Regions from separate parts of the Pan troglodytes genome. Here region 2 is linked to region 1. Evidence: chromatin contacts called from public Hi-C data. All regions are on one chromosome and are shown on one strand. Each heading gives the region's core, a stretch centred on a gene start, on an enhancer-like site or on the middle of the called end of the contact. The rest is flanking DNA. Distances are from core to core; before and after follow the strand shown.

Region 1 (7,077 bases), core at 1,328-3,827:
ATCTGCAGTCAATTTTTATGAAAGAACACTTTGAACACCAAGTGAAATGTTACTTTCCCCCCAAAAGAATTCCATGCCTTTCATTATTATACCTGTATTAAAATTGCTATTATTACACTTTGAATTGACAAAAAACTGTGAACTTTTTTTTCTTCGTGTTATATAAGTATCTACCTGACATTCTCAATTTTGTCTCTTGGCCCACAAAGACTAAGGCATTTACAGCTGGGCCCTTTACAGAGATTGGCAACCCCTGGTCTAAATGTAGTTTTTGCTACAGTTGTCAACTATGTTTTTTGCTTTGGAACCACAAACATTCTACTTCAAACTACTACTTCTATGAATCACTTGTAGACGTTGAGGAGGAGTTAGGAAGAAAAGTCGAGAACTAATTTAGTCCTGGGGTTAAATAATAATTGTAGCCAACTTGAATTGAGCACATATATTGTGCAGCTCTCTGCTAAGGAGGCATTTGTATATATTTTCTTATTTAATAAGATAATCTTATGAGCTAGGTACTATTTCTCCCCATTTTACGGAAGCTTAGTGACTGTGTTGTCAGGGATCACATTGCTAAGTGATGTGGAAGACATAACCTAGCAATGGGACATCTGAACCAATGTCTGCAACATCAATTAGGAAAAGCAAAAGAGGCCGGGCGCGGTGGCTCACGCCTGTAATCCCAGCACTTTGGGAGGCTGAGGCGGGTGGATCACGAGGTCAGGAGATTGAGACCACGGTGAAACCCCGTCTCTACTAAAAATACAAAAAAAAATTAGCCGGGCGCGGTGGCAGGCGCCTGTAGTCCCAGCTACTCGGGAGGCTGAAGCAGGAGAATGACGTGAACCCGGGAGGCGGAGCTTCCAGTGAGCCGACATCGTACCAGTGCACTCCAGCCTGGGCGACAGAGCAAGACTCCGTCTTAAAAAAAAAAAAAAAAAGCAAAAGAATACAGAAAATTGTTAAAGGGGAGAAGGGGGTGGTCAAAGGCAGAGGAGTCGGTGTGGACAAGACAGAGATCTCTTGGAGAGAGGGCAGGACTACCAGTTGACAAAACCTGTTCAGGTTCCTGGAGGCTCACAACCACCAGTTCCCATCATCCCAGCAACAGCACTCTTTCCCACCCTAGCCTCGTTCGTAATGATCTGATCAATGTGTGAACAAAAATATTGTGTGTACAAGTCTCAACACATTTGATAATGTGAAGAGGTGAAGGAAAGTGGGTAGGAAAAATCTGTAGGGTGGGGAGACTCGGGGAAATGTGTCCTGGTCCAGTGCAGGTAACATATATGGGTATATATGCGTATATACATATTTATACCATATTTAATATATTACTCTATTAAGAAATTATAACAAATTTCCTTTTACATTACACATCCACATATTAAACCCCCAATATGTGCTAACAAGGTTAGAATTTAAGTATAATGATAATGTTCTCAGTTTTTTGTGGTGGACACTTTAAGAGAGTGTAAATAATAATAAAAATAATAGAGTGATCAGATCACTTGTGCTCAGGGCTAGACCCTTCAGCCCCAACGGCCTTAACCCCCCTCAACTGCTTTTCCAACCAAATATTCCTCCCCCTGCAGGATCCCAGGGCCATCTAATCAACCGGCCAATGACGGTTTCAGAGAAGCGGTCCTGGGGAGGGGTATTATCTGCAGGAACACGTCCTGCCAACTTTGTAGTCGAGTCACCTATTTCGGTTGGTAGCGGCCGCTATTTCTTTAAAAGGGCAGTGGATTTCGAAACAGGAGGGGGAGGTCAGGAAAAGGAACTCAGCTGCCTTTGATAACTGCCCTGCAGCCTTCCCTTCCCGGAGCGCGTGCTCGGCTCGGGAAGCGCCCGCGGCCGCCGCATCCCCGAGCGGGCGCGTGGCGCCACCTCTTTCCGGGGCGCCCACCTTCCCCGGGAATCCCCCCGCCCGACGGTCCCCCAGCGTCTGCGGCGCGGCCGCCCCGGCTTTGTCTCCGGCGTCGCGCTCGGGCGCCCGCTCTCCCCACATTTCCCCGTGTGCAGGCTGTAACCCGATCTCCCATTTCCTGGTGGATTCTCTTAAAGAGGCAGCGGTCGAGAAGCAGAACAAAGGCTATTGTTTTATTTCCTCCTTCGGATTCCGCGTCCTAACCGGAATGGCCCTTCATAGATAATTACTTTCGTTGCATCTGCGCTTAGTGAAACGTTTCAAAACCCTTGTGCACATCGATGTATCCAAGAGTCGGAGCCAGGGGAGGTGGGAGGAGTTTAATAAAACCTGTTTTGTGGTGTCTGGGGCCACAGTGTAACGTTTTTTAAAGGTGTCTTCCTTAAGCCCGGAAATTGGCTCGGCCAGCGGGAGGTCTCGCGGCGTGGAGGGCGGGCGCCCGCACCGGGGGCCGGCCTGGGGGGCTGCGCCGCTCGCCCCGCTCGCCGCCGCGGCCCCACGCGGCCCCGCTACCCGGGTTTCCTCCGCCCGCGCCCCCGCGGCCGCCCCTCCCCCGCGCAGCTTTTATTTCCCTGATGCCGGGCTGTAACCCGAGCTTTTATTTCCTGGTGGCTCCTTTAAGAGGCAGAGCTCAGTGCTGGGAATTCACGTCAGTTTCTGCACTGAAACTCTCAAGATCAATGAGCAAAGCGCTTTCTCAGTTCTGCCTTTCAGTTTCTCTCTTCCAGGAAGGAAAACATTCGAGAGAGCGAGGGAGAGCCGCGGGAGGGCGGGGGGCGGGGGCGCCGGCTGCGGGTGGGAGGAGAGACCGGGAGGCCGGCCGGGCTGCGTCCCGGGTCCCCGCGCCGCGACCTGCAGACCCCGCCGCCGCGCTCGGGCCCGGCTCCCACGCCCCCGCCGCCCCGCGCGCCCAACTCCGCCGGCCGCCCCGCCCCGCGCGCTCCAGACCCCCGGGGCGGCTGCCGGGAGAGATGCTGGAAGAAACTTCTTAAATGACCGCGTCTGGCTGGCCGTGGAGCCTTTCTGGGTTGGGGAGAGGAAAGGAAAGTGGAAAAAACCTGAGAACTTCCTGATCTCTCTCGCTGTGAGACATGTCTGAGACTCCTGCTCAGTGTAGCATTAAGGTAAAAATCTTCTCCCCTCCTTCTACGTGGTGGAAACCCTGAGCTGCACCGGCCAGGGCAGTCGTGCTGGGCTCCTCAGAGCGGGCTGTTGCAGTTGCTCTGTTCGCAGGAAATTATTTGGGGCGCGAGGGAAGGAGATGCAGCTCGCGGCGGCTGCTGTACCCTTTAGGGTAACCTTGCTACTCCCCCCTCGCCGAGCCCCTGCCGGCTCCTCGGCCCCCACCCCCTTGCTTTTTGACAATGAAATGCCGGTCACAATTGGTCAGAGCAACCCGGATTGTCTCCAGAACCGTAAAACACCCCCGTAATTAGTGCGCTTAAAAAAAAAAAAAAAAAAAAAAAAAAAAAAACCTGCTCCCTATTCCTACACCCAACATGTGACTGAAATATAACTTTTGTTCCCGAGGGGTGGTCGTCTTAGAAAAAAAGTTCTTCAGTTTCCACTGCGATAGAATCTTTTTATTCTTTTAAAGGACTCTCTGGGTCTGATCAGACAGGATTTTTTTCCCCCTCGTCTGATTGTAATTGCAAGCGCTGTCGGAGAGACAGTCCTGGTGTCAGCTTTTCCTAGGCATTGCACAATGAATTTTTTTTTAAAACCAAGGTGAATAAAGTTGCTGAATAGTTATTTTACTCCGATCCATATGAAAGTTGAGCAATCCCAAAGTAGAAAACTCCTGTGATGGAGGGAGAGGAAGAACTAAGCAACCAGGCAAAATGACCTTCTGTGTTTGACAGTGCAGAGAGGCTATCTAAGCAGCACTCTGTAAATGCAGGGCGGTAGATGTTTGTAAACACACTGCTGGGCTACCCAGTAGTTGTGTGTATGCATGTCTATATATCTGTAAAGACTGTGGTGCTGCGGTTTGTTGCTTCTAAAAAGTTGTTGTAAAGTTTGCCACCATTGGGAGGCAGGATGATTTATCCATCTACCCGTGTTATTTTTCCCATCGCTGCATTTATTGTACACTTTATTCATTTCGCTGTTCCACCAGTACCCAGGTAGAAAGCCTTCCGCTCTTGTGAGAGGCTGAAGCTGCTGAAGTTTGTTTTTGGTTTGGCCTATTTAATGTGTGTTCACTGAATGGACACTACAGCAACAATGAACAAATAACCTGTTTTCTTCGTCTGTGGGGAGTTAGAAAAACCCTTCCTGGTTTAACACTGCCTTTCAATTAGAGTCTGTGTAGGGGAAACGCAGTAGTTCATCATACGTGCTTACTAGGTTTTTTATAATTAGAATCACATTTTGGTGTTTGTTATCAGAAAAGATATTCATGGGTTTGAGGTTAGGCTAATGTGAAATCAAAAGGTGGATTGGGCTTCTTTGTTTTTGCCTCACAAAAATGCCTAATGGAACTTTTAGGCTTTTGTGTTTGTATATAACTGGAGGTAGCAGTATGTCTGTGGGCATGGGGCGTGCCACACTAAAGAACTTAGGGTACTTTGATATTAATACTTCAAAACCAGTTTCTTTTGCGGTATAAATTAGATTCTACACAGAGTTCAGGAAAATCCTGCGGTATAGATAATCTAATTTATTTGACGCTTCATAACATAGAGGTAACTAAATAGTAGGATATTCAATAAATAAATTGTATTTGGCTCAGTGGCAATAAACCCGACATCAGGAAAATCTGGACCAACTACAGATCAGTAACTTTAGGGCAAAAACAACCAAAAACAATGCTTTCTGTGACGTTTCTTGATCCTCTTCTATACTGCATCCCCACCGTTCTGATGGGCTTATGGTGGTGTGCTGGCTGCAGACTGCTACTGAGTGGTTTGTTTCATTGTGCTCCAGTCGGAAAAAGAGTACAACAGTCCCTTGCCTTACTCACATACAGAACCAATCCCAAGCAAAACGCGTTCTTAAATGCAACATGAAAATTGTCTGTAATTTGCATATCATTTTTTTCCTTATTGCTTACAACTCAGTTCTTTCAGGGTGCCTCTTTTCATTACTGTGTACTTCTATGTAATTAAAATAGATTTAATGTTCTTTACCAGAAAGGAAAGAATCACTTTTATTTTGGATTGTTCTTTATGGAACCATTATGTATTTGCTTAGACTGCATGTGTCTAGGTGAACGTATGTGAAGAGTATCTTTCCATGGAGTTTGTTTAATTCAATGTTCCAATAATAAGCACTAGAGATCAAGGACTGGGATTATTCCAGGTCATCTGAAATGTTCTGGTGATGTGTGCTGCGTTTCATTTAGTCCTTGGGATGTGGTACGGTGACTGCATAATAAAAAATGTTTGCTGGTAACCCACAAGCAAGTTGCTTGCTTCTAGAGTCCAGTAAACAATATGCTTTTCTGTGTAGTGAAGAACGAATGTCGGAGGTTTTCAAGGATGAGCTGATGAACCTGATATACCGAACTCCTGTGACACAAAAGGCTCTCACTGTGGAGAGGTTTTTCCCAGTCCTCCTCTCCACTCCTGAAACCGTCCTCACTTGCTTTCATTCCTTACAAGTAGCGGGTCAGCAGGCAGACAGTTCCTCAGCGGCTGGTGAGATGCAGCCACAGAGGGAAGTACTTTGTTTATTTCTGAGCAGTGCCTGCTCTGCTAGAAAAGAGTAGTGTCCGATTTGGGTGGAGTTTCCAAGGTGAAAGTTTCTGAATTGGTCAATCAGTGACGCCTTTGTAAAGATGGTTCATGTGGCCGCTCGCAATGAATGCCTGATAAGGGCTTTTCTGTTTCTTTTGCACTGTATAAGTTTGCTCCCATCACCTGGGGAAGTTAATATCAGACACACACTTTTTACGGTAGAAGAGAGGTTGACTACTCCAAGGGCACTGAAACTCTCACTGAGCCTTATTGTTTCTCTACACGCGACTTGCAGAAAGCAGGAGTGCTCCAGCACTCCTGGGGGGGTCTGTCCCACAACCCTTGAAGGTTGTGGCACTGTTGTCATGGAAGTTCAAATGCTTCATTCCTGACCATTTGGGGTCGTTTAAATGGAAGGAAAGGATCAACTCTCTATAAAAAGTCAAATTATTTTAAAGAGGATTGCATGGCTGACTGTGCTGGTCACAGGAAGAAGGAAGAGGCTGTCTTTTCCATCATCAGCCTTCACCTTCAAGTCACCTCTTCAGTTCTAAGTTTGACCAAGTTGCAGCGGAAGGTGGTTGTGGCCTAGCAGACACGGTCCCTTGTCAGGCTTGGCACAGCTTGTTAGTGGGCCAGGACTAACCAGAATCCAAAAACGAGTCACACAGTGTCTCTAGTCCCCTCCTTCCCTCCTGTCCTTATCAGTCAGCTTTCATAGCAGAAGGAAATCTGGTTTTTAAAATTTTGCTACTAACTGGGAGACTCTTTCGAGCTCCCCTTCTGGACTCTGGGCTCCTTGGGCTTAGTGATGATTATCTTGGTGTCCTAGTAGTTAGCTTGGCAGCTGGCATAGAAATATTTCTCAGTAATGTTTGCTGATGTGAATGAAGTGAGAGGTGGGAGGAGGCCAGCCCCCTTTCCTCTTTCTGTCTGCGTGTAACCTCAGGGTGACGTAACACTTTCATCCACTGGCTTGCTTGCAGAAAGCACTCAATAGGGCCCACTACAGCCGTAAAGAGGGCTAGAGCACTCCTGGGGGGTCTGTCCTCAAATTCTTATTAATAGAATTTTGATACAATAATGTTTTATAATTTTTTTTTGGAGACAGAGTCTCGCTCTGTCGCCAGACCGGAATTCAGTGGTGCGATCTTGGCTCACTGCAACCTCTACCTCCTGGGTTCAAGCAGTTCTCCTGCCTCAGCCTCCCAAGTAGTTGGGATTACAGGCGCCCGCCACCATGCCCGGCTAATTTTTGTGCTTTTGGTAGAGATGGGGGTTTCACCATGTTGGCCAGGCTGGTCTTGAACTCCTGACCTCAAGTGATCTGCCCGCCTCAGCCTCCCAGAGTGCTGAGATTACAGGTGTGAGCCACTGCGTCCAGCGTAATGTTTTATTATTTTGATAAAATTCTCAAAAACTGCTTTTGTGTCAAAAATAACAAAGAAGGAAATGGAGGAAAAGGTA
Region 2 (7,646 bases), core at 2,676-5,175, 380 kb after region 1:
TGCTGCTATGCTTCCTGTATAGCCTGCAGAACCATGAACCAATAATACCTCTTTTCTTATAAATTACTCAGTCTCAGGTATTTCTTTGTAGCAGTGCAAGAATGGCCTAGCACACCAGCTATGTGGCTTTGCACAAATCATTTAACCTCAGTTTCATCATCCATAAAATGAGGATGATAATAACCACCTAGCAAGACTAATGTGAACATTCTAGAAATAATTTTAAAAGTGCCTAGCTCACCACCTGGCCTATAGTAATTCAGCAGCTCTCAACTTGAGAACAAGACACACATTAGAATCTAGGTGGCAAAAGGAGGGTATTTCTAACTAGTCCCAGCCTACCTCCCACTCATATCCTGATTCCCCTGGAAGGATGTGCCTACCTATTCTAAACCCATTACCCTGGATGAAGAAACACTATGTCTCATGCACGATATAAAGTGTGGGAGTGTGTTTTGCATGTGAATGATGCATAGGTAGAATAAGGTTTGAGAATCACTCTGTAAGCATTCATCTCAGTTCATCACTTATAAAGCACCTACTGTGTGCCAGGCTCATAAAAAAACTAGTTTGGAGTATTTCCACATAATGATAGAGGTATGTATAAAATCCTAAGAGAATATAATACAGGAGAAGGCACTCAGCCTGGGGGTCAGGAAGGCCCACAAGCCTTGGCAGTTACCCGGCCTAGCAAAGGTGAGAAGATCATCTCAGGGGAACAGAAAGGTATAAGTTGGCAATAGCATGGTGTGTGCAAGGAACTAGGATCCAAGCATCAAACAGGGTCAAGGAATTAAATATTTGGGAGAGGCAGAAAAGGGCAAGTTTATGAAAGACATGCAAAGAAACCTACTTAATCCTGTGGGTGGTGAGAGCCACAGAAGAGCATGATGAAAAGGAGACCCAGGTCCCTCTGTGCTCCAGGTCAGTATCTCTGAAAGCAGTTCCCCAGCTAAATTTCATGATGAAAGCACAAGGAGCCTCAGAGAGCTCAGCCTGCAGAGAAATTCATTCCTCGGGGGCAGTGTGCACTGCTCACTCGACTTTGCTTCTCAAGCACCCACCCAAGTCTGACCCCACTGGAGGCACTAGGTTCATTGTACAGAACTGATATTAATAAACTTCCTTATCCAGAACTTGTGCAATAGCCGAGCATAGTGGCTCACGCCTGTAATTCCAACACTTTGGGAGGCCAATGCAGGCAGATTGCTTGAGCCCAGGAGTTCGAGACCAGCCTGGGCAACATGGTGAAGGCCCATCTCTACAAAACTACAAAAATTAGCCAGGAGTGGTGGTGCACGCCTGTGGTCCCAGCTACTAAGGAGGCTGAGGTGGGAGGATCTCTTCAGTCTAGGAAGTCGAGGCTGCAGTGAGCCATGATTGCACCACTGCACTCCAGCCTGGGCAAGAGTGAGACCCTGTCTCCAATAAAAAAAAACAAAACAAAAAAGAGAACCTGTGCATTTTAACATTATCTCCAACTATGGAATTCATTCAATCACCAAGTTTTATTAACCATCAAGCAGGGAGGGAAGATATGAACACAAATACAGTCAGGGCTTTACGACAGGGATACATCTGGGAAATGCATCATTAGGCAGTTTTGTTGTGTGAACATGATAGAGTGCACTCACAGAATCCTAGATGGTACAGCCTACAGCCTACAACACAAACAGGCTACGGTGTATAGCCCATTGCTCCTAGGCTACAAACCTGTACAGCAAGTAACTGTACTGAATATCATAGCCACTTGCAACACAATGGTATTTGTGTATCTAAACAAACCTCACGTGAAAAAGGTACAGTATAAATACAGTATAAAAGATTAAAAATGGGCTGGGCGCGGTGGCTCACGCCTGTAATCCCAGCACTTTGGGAGGCCAAGGTGGGCGGATCACGAGGTCAGGAGATCGAGACCATCCTGGCTAACACAGTGAAACCCTGTCTCTACTAAAAATACAAAAAATTAGCCGGGCATGGTGGCAGGCGCCTGTAGTCCCAGCTACTCGAGAGGCTAAGGCAGGAGAATGGCATGAACCCGGGAGGCGGAGCTTGCAGTGAGCCAAGACTGGGCCGCTGTACTCCAGCCTGGGCGACAAAGCGAGACTCCGTCTCAAAAAAAAAAAAAAAAAAAGATTTAAAATGGTACACCTGTATAGGGCACTTACCAAAATGGCTGTTGCAGAACTCGAAGTTATTCTCGGTGAGTCAGTGAGTGAGTGGTGAGTGAATGTGAAGGACTGGGATATTATTGTCCACTACTGTAGACTTTATAAACACAGTACACTTAGGCTACACTGTTTATTTTTAAAATAAAGTAATTGAGCTACAACATGACAATGGCTACAGCGTCACTAGGTGATAGGAATTTTTCAGCCCCATTATAATCTTATGGGACCACCTTCATACACAGTCGGTTTTTGACTGAAACATCATTACATTCAGCACGTGAATGTAATTGCAATGAAGTGAAAGATAAAGGTTATAGTTCTAGTGTATCCACAGTGCTTTAGGAGATGAACTGTTAGGGAAAGCCAGAAAAATCTCCACCATGGAAAAAATATTTGGCCTGGGTCTTGAAGGATAAATAGGAAGTCAGTACTCAGAGACAGGTGCCAGTGTTTTTCAGCCTGAGGCAGGGAGGTATGAGAGACAGCTGGAAGGGTTTGAGAATGGGAGGTGAGAACTTACACTTACTGGGGACTAGATATAAGAATGCAGTAAAACGTCGACCTAGCACTGTGATTTTTCGACCTGGGCTACACATCAGAAACACCTAGGGAGCTTTTAAATCTTCCAGGGCCCAAACCACATTCCGAACCAATTAAATCAGGACGTCTGGGGCTAGAAGCCAGTCATCAGCATGTTTTTTTAAGCTCCCAAAGTGATTCCAATGTGCTGCCAAGTCTCAGAACCACTAGTCTAGAAAGGAGGGATAAGGATTTTCAGCAGCCCCACAGAACCGGCCCTCCTGGTGACCCTGCAATCCTGGCACACACACCCCATCCCGCCTGGGAGAAAGACCGGCCACACCACAGTCATCGGCTGTTTCCTGCTGCTCCTTTCCTCCCACCAGCATTTTACTCTGAAATAGTGGTTCTCAAAGTGTGGTCTCCAGACTGTAGCATCAGCCTCAGGGGGAAATTGTTAAAAATGCAAATTTCCCAGCCGCACCCTGGACGCATTCACCCAAAAACTCTGGGAGTGGAGCCCAGCAACGGAGCCATGCTAAGGTTGGTGAGCCGCCGCTCTGGAACATTGATCCCTCCCAAACGGCAGCAAAGCAAGCACCTGGGTGTAGCTCTGGCTGTGTAGGTGCTACTACAATCTGCTGGAGTCACTGCTTGTCGGCAGAGATGCCGTGGGAGCTGGCCTGGGTGCCTCCACGTTGGCCGTCACCACCAGGCAGTGGCCTTTGGCCTGGAATCGAAGGTACCAGAGGGCTGATAGCTCAGTTTTTTGATGGTACCAAGAAAAGACTTTCAGATTGGAGGTATGGGATTTTCTTTATTTTTTAATCCTCTTTTAATATAAAGTGGCCCCTTAGCAAACTTTCAAGATATTTCACATCAGAACTGGCCGGGAAATCCGGCATGTGGACAGACACGGATATGCCGTGTGCATTTTTCCGTTGGAGGAAGAGGGTAGGCTTGGGTGCCGGAGGGTGTTGCCTGGGGGCGGAGCGAGAAGGAAGAAAGGGCGCTGCTGGTTCACACCTCACCCATCCCCTCCTCCCAGGCCCCAACCAGGATGGAATTAAAAGACCCTGGGAGGAAAATAAGGAAAGCAACAAAGGAAATGAGTTCCCCATACAGAAAGGGAAATTGCCTTTCCCCTTAAGGTCAGACTGGTCCGAAGTAAAGGACTGGTGCGCCTTAGCAACCGCCTCTGCTGAAGCCCTAACGCTGGAGCTCTTTCGCCCTCGCAGAATAACCGGGACTTTCTTGCAGCCGGAACCAGCCACGTCCTGATTCCACACTCCCTTGAGGAGCCAGCCAGCTCCAAATTTACTCAAAGAATCCGAAGGGCACCAAGTGGATTCTCTGCCACACGATTGAAGAGGGCAAGCTGTCTGGGGGGTTTTCCACCTCTTTTCAACTCAACTATTCTGAGCTGAAGTACTGGACCCGTTTTGTTTTTCCTGTTTTTTCCTGCTTCGGTAAATCTGGAAAAATCCTGCAGGTCTGAAAAACTGTTGGACTTGACAGCGTGTGTGTAGCGCCACCTGGTGACCAAAGCTTATCAAAACAGCTTCCTTCTGGGGCTCTTGTGGATGTACATCAAAGGCTCCAGCTTCCAGACAGGTACACATCCTGTTCTCACGCCCGGCCCACTTTCCCGTGGGAATGTCAGCCACTCTGATTTGCCTTGGCTGAAAACCTCCTGTCTTTGCATGGAAAAAAACACAAATAATATGAACAAGCAACAGAGTTTTCTTTCTCTCTTAAGTAACCAAGCATTTAAAATCTTCTAGAGCACACATTTCCCTAATTGAGAAAGGAAGCAGAAGAAAAATTTCTGGCTGAACTTATAAATCATAATAAATGGTCGGAAATACCTTCTCCCTTACCAAGATTCCTGGGGTCCTAGTGTAGAGGAGACTTCAGTCGCCCTTGACACTACAACATCCTGACTAAAAGCCTGTTTCCAAGGTGATATTTGATAGACATGAAGGACCCAGGTGGAAAAGAAGGTAGTCTGGACGGCACGGCAAGGAGTGGAACACGCAGGCTATGAGGTGTCAGCAGAAATCACTTCTGGTCCTGGCACTGCTACCAACTTGCTGTGTGACCTTGGGAAGTTACTTAAACTTTGTGGATCTCAATGCCCCAGACTCGTTAACTTCTTTACTATTTTTTCCCATAAATTCAGTGTTTCTGAAAGATGTTGCCCACCAGAATGCATCTCTAAAATAGGAGCTTAATAAGCTTTCTGTCTTGAGGAATCAGACGTATAAATGTCAGGCAGGCCTTCTGATGATCATGATGCAACCAGAGTTACCACAGTGAGTCCGTATCACAGACAAAGGCGAAGACACTTGATCCCTTCTTAACCTGGTCTCCCACCCATTAATGATTTTTGTTAGGATTTCAGCATGTTGAAACTAACCCACAGACCCTAATTACAACTTTCTCAGGGCCTGAGAGCTGGGGAATCCGAGTTTGGGAACCAACAAACTAGAAAATCTTGAGGGTAACTCTGGCTCTCATGAACTAAAACAGAGCAAAGATGGAAGCCTGTGGTATGTGCGTGCAGGTAGAATCTCGATTTGAGAAATGGCGTTACAAGGAATTAACACTTCAGAAATGCCAGCTCTGTGCCAGGATTTTTTTATTTTATTTTATTATGTATATTTGTCATGGACAACATGTTTTGGAATATGTATACATTGTGGAATGGTTAAATAAAGCTAATTACATATGCATGTGCTCACAAAGTTATCATTTTAGGGGTGACTTAAAATCTCTCAGTGATTTTCAAAAATATATGTTATTAATCATAGTTGCAATGTTGTACAATAGATCTCTTGAACATATATTCCTCTTGTCTAACTGAAATTTTATGTTCTTTGACCATCTCCCCAACTGCCCCCCAACAAGCCTGAAAGCCCTGGTAACCCCTATTCTACTCTCTACTTCTTTGAGTTCAACTTTTTAAGAGTCCACATATGAGATCACGCAGTATTTGTCTTTCTGTGCCTGACTTATTTCACTCAGCACAATGTCCTTTGGGTTCATCTATGTCACAAGCAACAGGATGTCCTCCTTTTTAAAAGACTGAATAGTATTCCATGGTGTGTTTTCTTTATCCATCCATCCGTTGATGAACACTTAAACACTTAGTTGGTTTCAAATCTTGGCTATTGTGAATAGTGCTGCAATGAACATGGCAGTACAGATACCTCTTCAACATACCAATTTTATTTCCTTTGGATATATATACCCAGGTGTGGGATTGCTAGATCATATGGTAGTACTATTTTTAATTTTTTTAAGGAACCTCCATACTGTTTTCTGCAATGGCTGTGTTAATTTACATTCCCACCAGCAGTGCACAAGGCTTCCCTGTTCTCCACAACCTCGCTAGCATTTGTTGTCTTTCATCTTTTTGATAACAGCATTCCAACAGGTATGAGGTGATATCTCATTGTGGTTTTAACATGTATTTCTCTGATAATTAGTGCAGAAGTTTTAGATACAGAATCACAGTTAGTCCTGACAATAATCTCTAAAATACCCATGCAGATGGGGAAAGAGCTGCAGAGAAGTTAAAGAAATTGTCTGCACCTTACAGCTGAGACCAGAACCAGGTCTGTATAATTTCAGAGCACATAATCTTTCAAAGTAACCTAACAAAATCACAGCAATTTTTAGGTTCACAGAGAACAGGCCAAAAAAACAAACAAACAAAAAGAAAGAAATTATAGTAATTTCCAGGTATGAACCAGTAATCCAAACTAAACATATTTTGTTGAATGAATATCCTGGATTCTACTATGTTTCTCCAAGTCCCCACTGTCTTAAAACATAGCATTTGGGGTTTAGTAGTTATTGATAAACCTTTTGCATATCTATGCACTGTTAGTTCTTTACACTACACATTATTTTATTGTAGTAAAGCCAATTTTCTGACATTTATCTGAAAGCAAACTGTGAAGTACTTCCATTCTACTTCCTGGTGATTTTTAGTGACCTGGTGCCATTTCAACGTATGTGTCCTCCAAAATTCATATGTTGAAACTTAAACCCCAAAGCAATGGTATTAGAAGGTGGGGCATTTGGAAGGTGATTAGGTCATGAGGCCGCCACCCTCATGTGAATGGGTTTAGTGCCTTTATAAAAGGGCTGGAAGGAACTAGCTAGGCCCATTGCCCTTCCATCTCTTCTGCCACATGAGGGCGCAGTATTTATCCCTTCTGCTCTTCCACCTTTTCCACCATGTGAGAACACCAGAGAAAATACCAATCTGTGGCCAGGCGTGGTGGCTCACGCCTGTAATCCCAGCACTTTGGGAGGCTGAGATGGGCGGATCACTAGGTCAGGAGATCGAGACCATCCTGGTCAACATGGTGAAACCCCATCTCTACTAAAAATGCAAAAATTAGCTGGGCATGGTAGTGCGCTCCTGTAGTCCCAGCTACTCAGGAGGCTGAGGCAGGAGAATCGCTTGAACCCGGGAGGCGGAGGTTGCAGTGAGCCGAGATTGCACCACTGCACTCCAGTCTGGCAACAGAGCGAGACTCTATCTCAAAAAAAAAGCAAGCAAGAAAATACCATCTGTGGGACAGGCCTTCACTAGACACCAAATCTGCTGACACTGTGATCTGGGACTTCCCAGCCTCCAGAACTGTTAGAAATAAATCTCAACTGCTTATGAATTACCCAGTCTGTGGTGTTTTGCTATAGCAGCAGGAACAGACTAAGACATTCAGGGTAATGTGTCATTTCAAGACATGAAAGCTCAGTTCTGTAATATTTTCTTCTCTTATTCCTTTGATAATTTTCTTCTACCCATCATCTGTTTTCTCTTTCTGAAACTTCTACTAGTTAAATATTAAACAACTCTGGTTTCTTAACCTTTCTTGTCTATATTATGATTCAACTAGGATCAAAAAAAATCTAATTAAACAGTAGCTTAAACAAATT

What was found. Hi-C and Micro-C count contacts between places; a contact is called where the count stands out from the background.
Region 2: a contact with region 1 is called in a Hi-C map of stem cell-derived neural progenitor cells, with 5 times the contacts expected there. The contact joins the enhancer-like site here to the promoter of ETV6 in region 1. A contact is called at or near these places in 1 of 7 Hi-C or Micro-C datasets (stem cell-derived neural progenitor cells) and 1 of 1 datasets of contacts at active chromatin or transcription factors (stem cell-derived excitatory neurons).

What each region holds. Positions count from the first base shown.
Region 1 is chr10:18,797,922-18,804,998 of NHGRI_mPanTro3-v2.0_pri, forward strand. ETV6 (ETS variant transcription factor 6) reads left to right here and starts at 2,578. Exons shown (of 6, transcript XM_054664080.2): 1 at 2,578-3,054. The coding sequence starts at 3,022.
Region 2 is chr10:19,178,731-19,186,376 of NHGRI_mPanTro3-v2.0_pri, forward strand. No RefSeq gene overlaps it. Among named protein-coding and RNA genes, the nearest start is that of BCL2L14, 17 kb to the right of the region's middle. Within about 2 kb of position 3,926, at least 12 of the 24 cell types and tissues checked have an H3K27ac peak or open chromatin away from gene starts, as enhancers often do. A contact at or near this core is called in stem cell-derived neural progenitor cells, where this site is marked.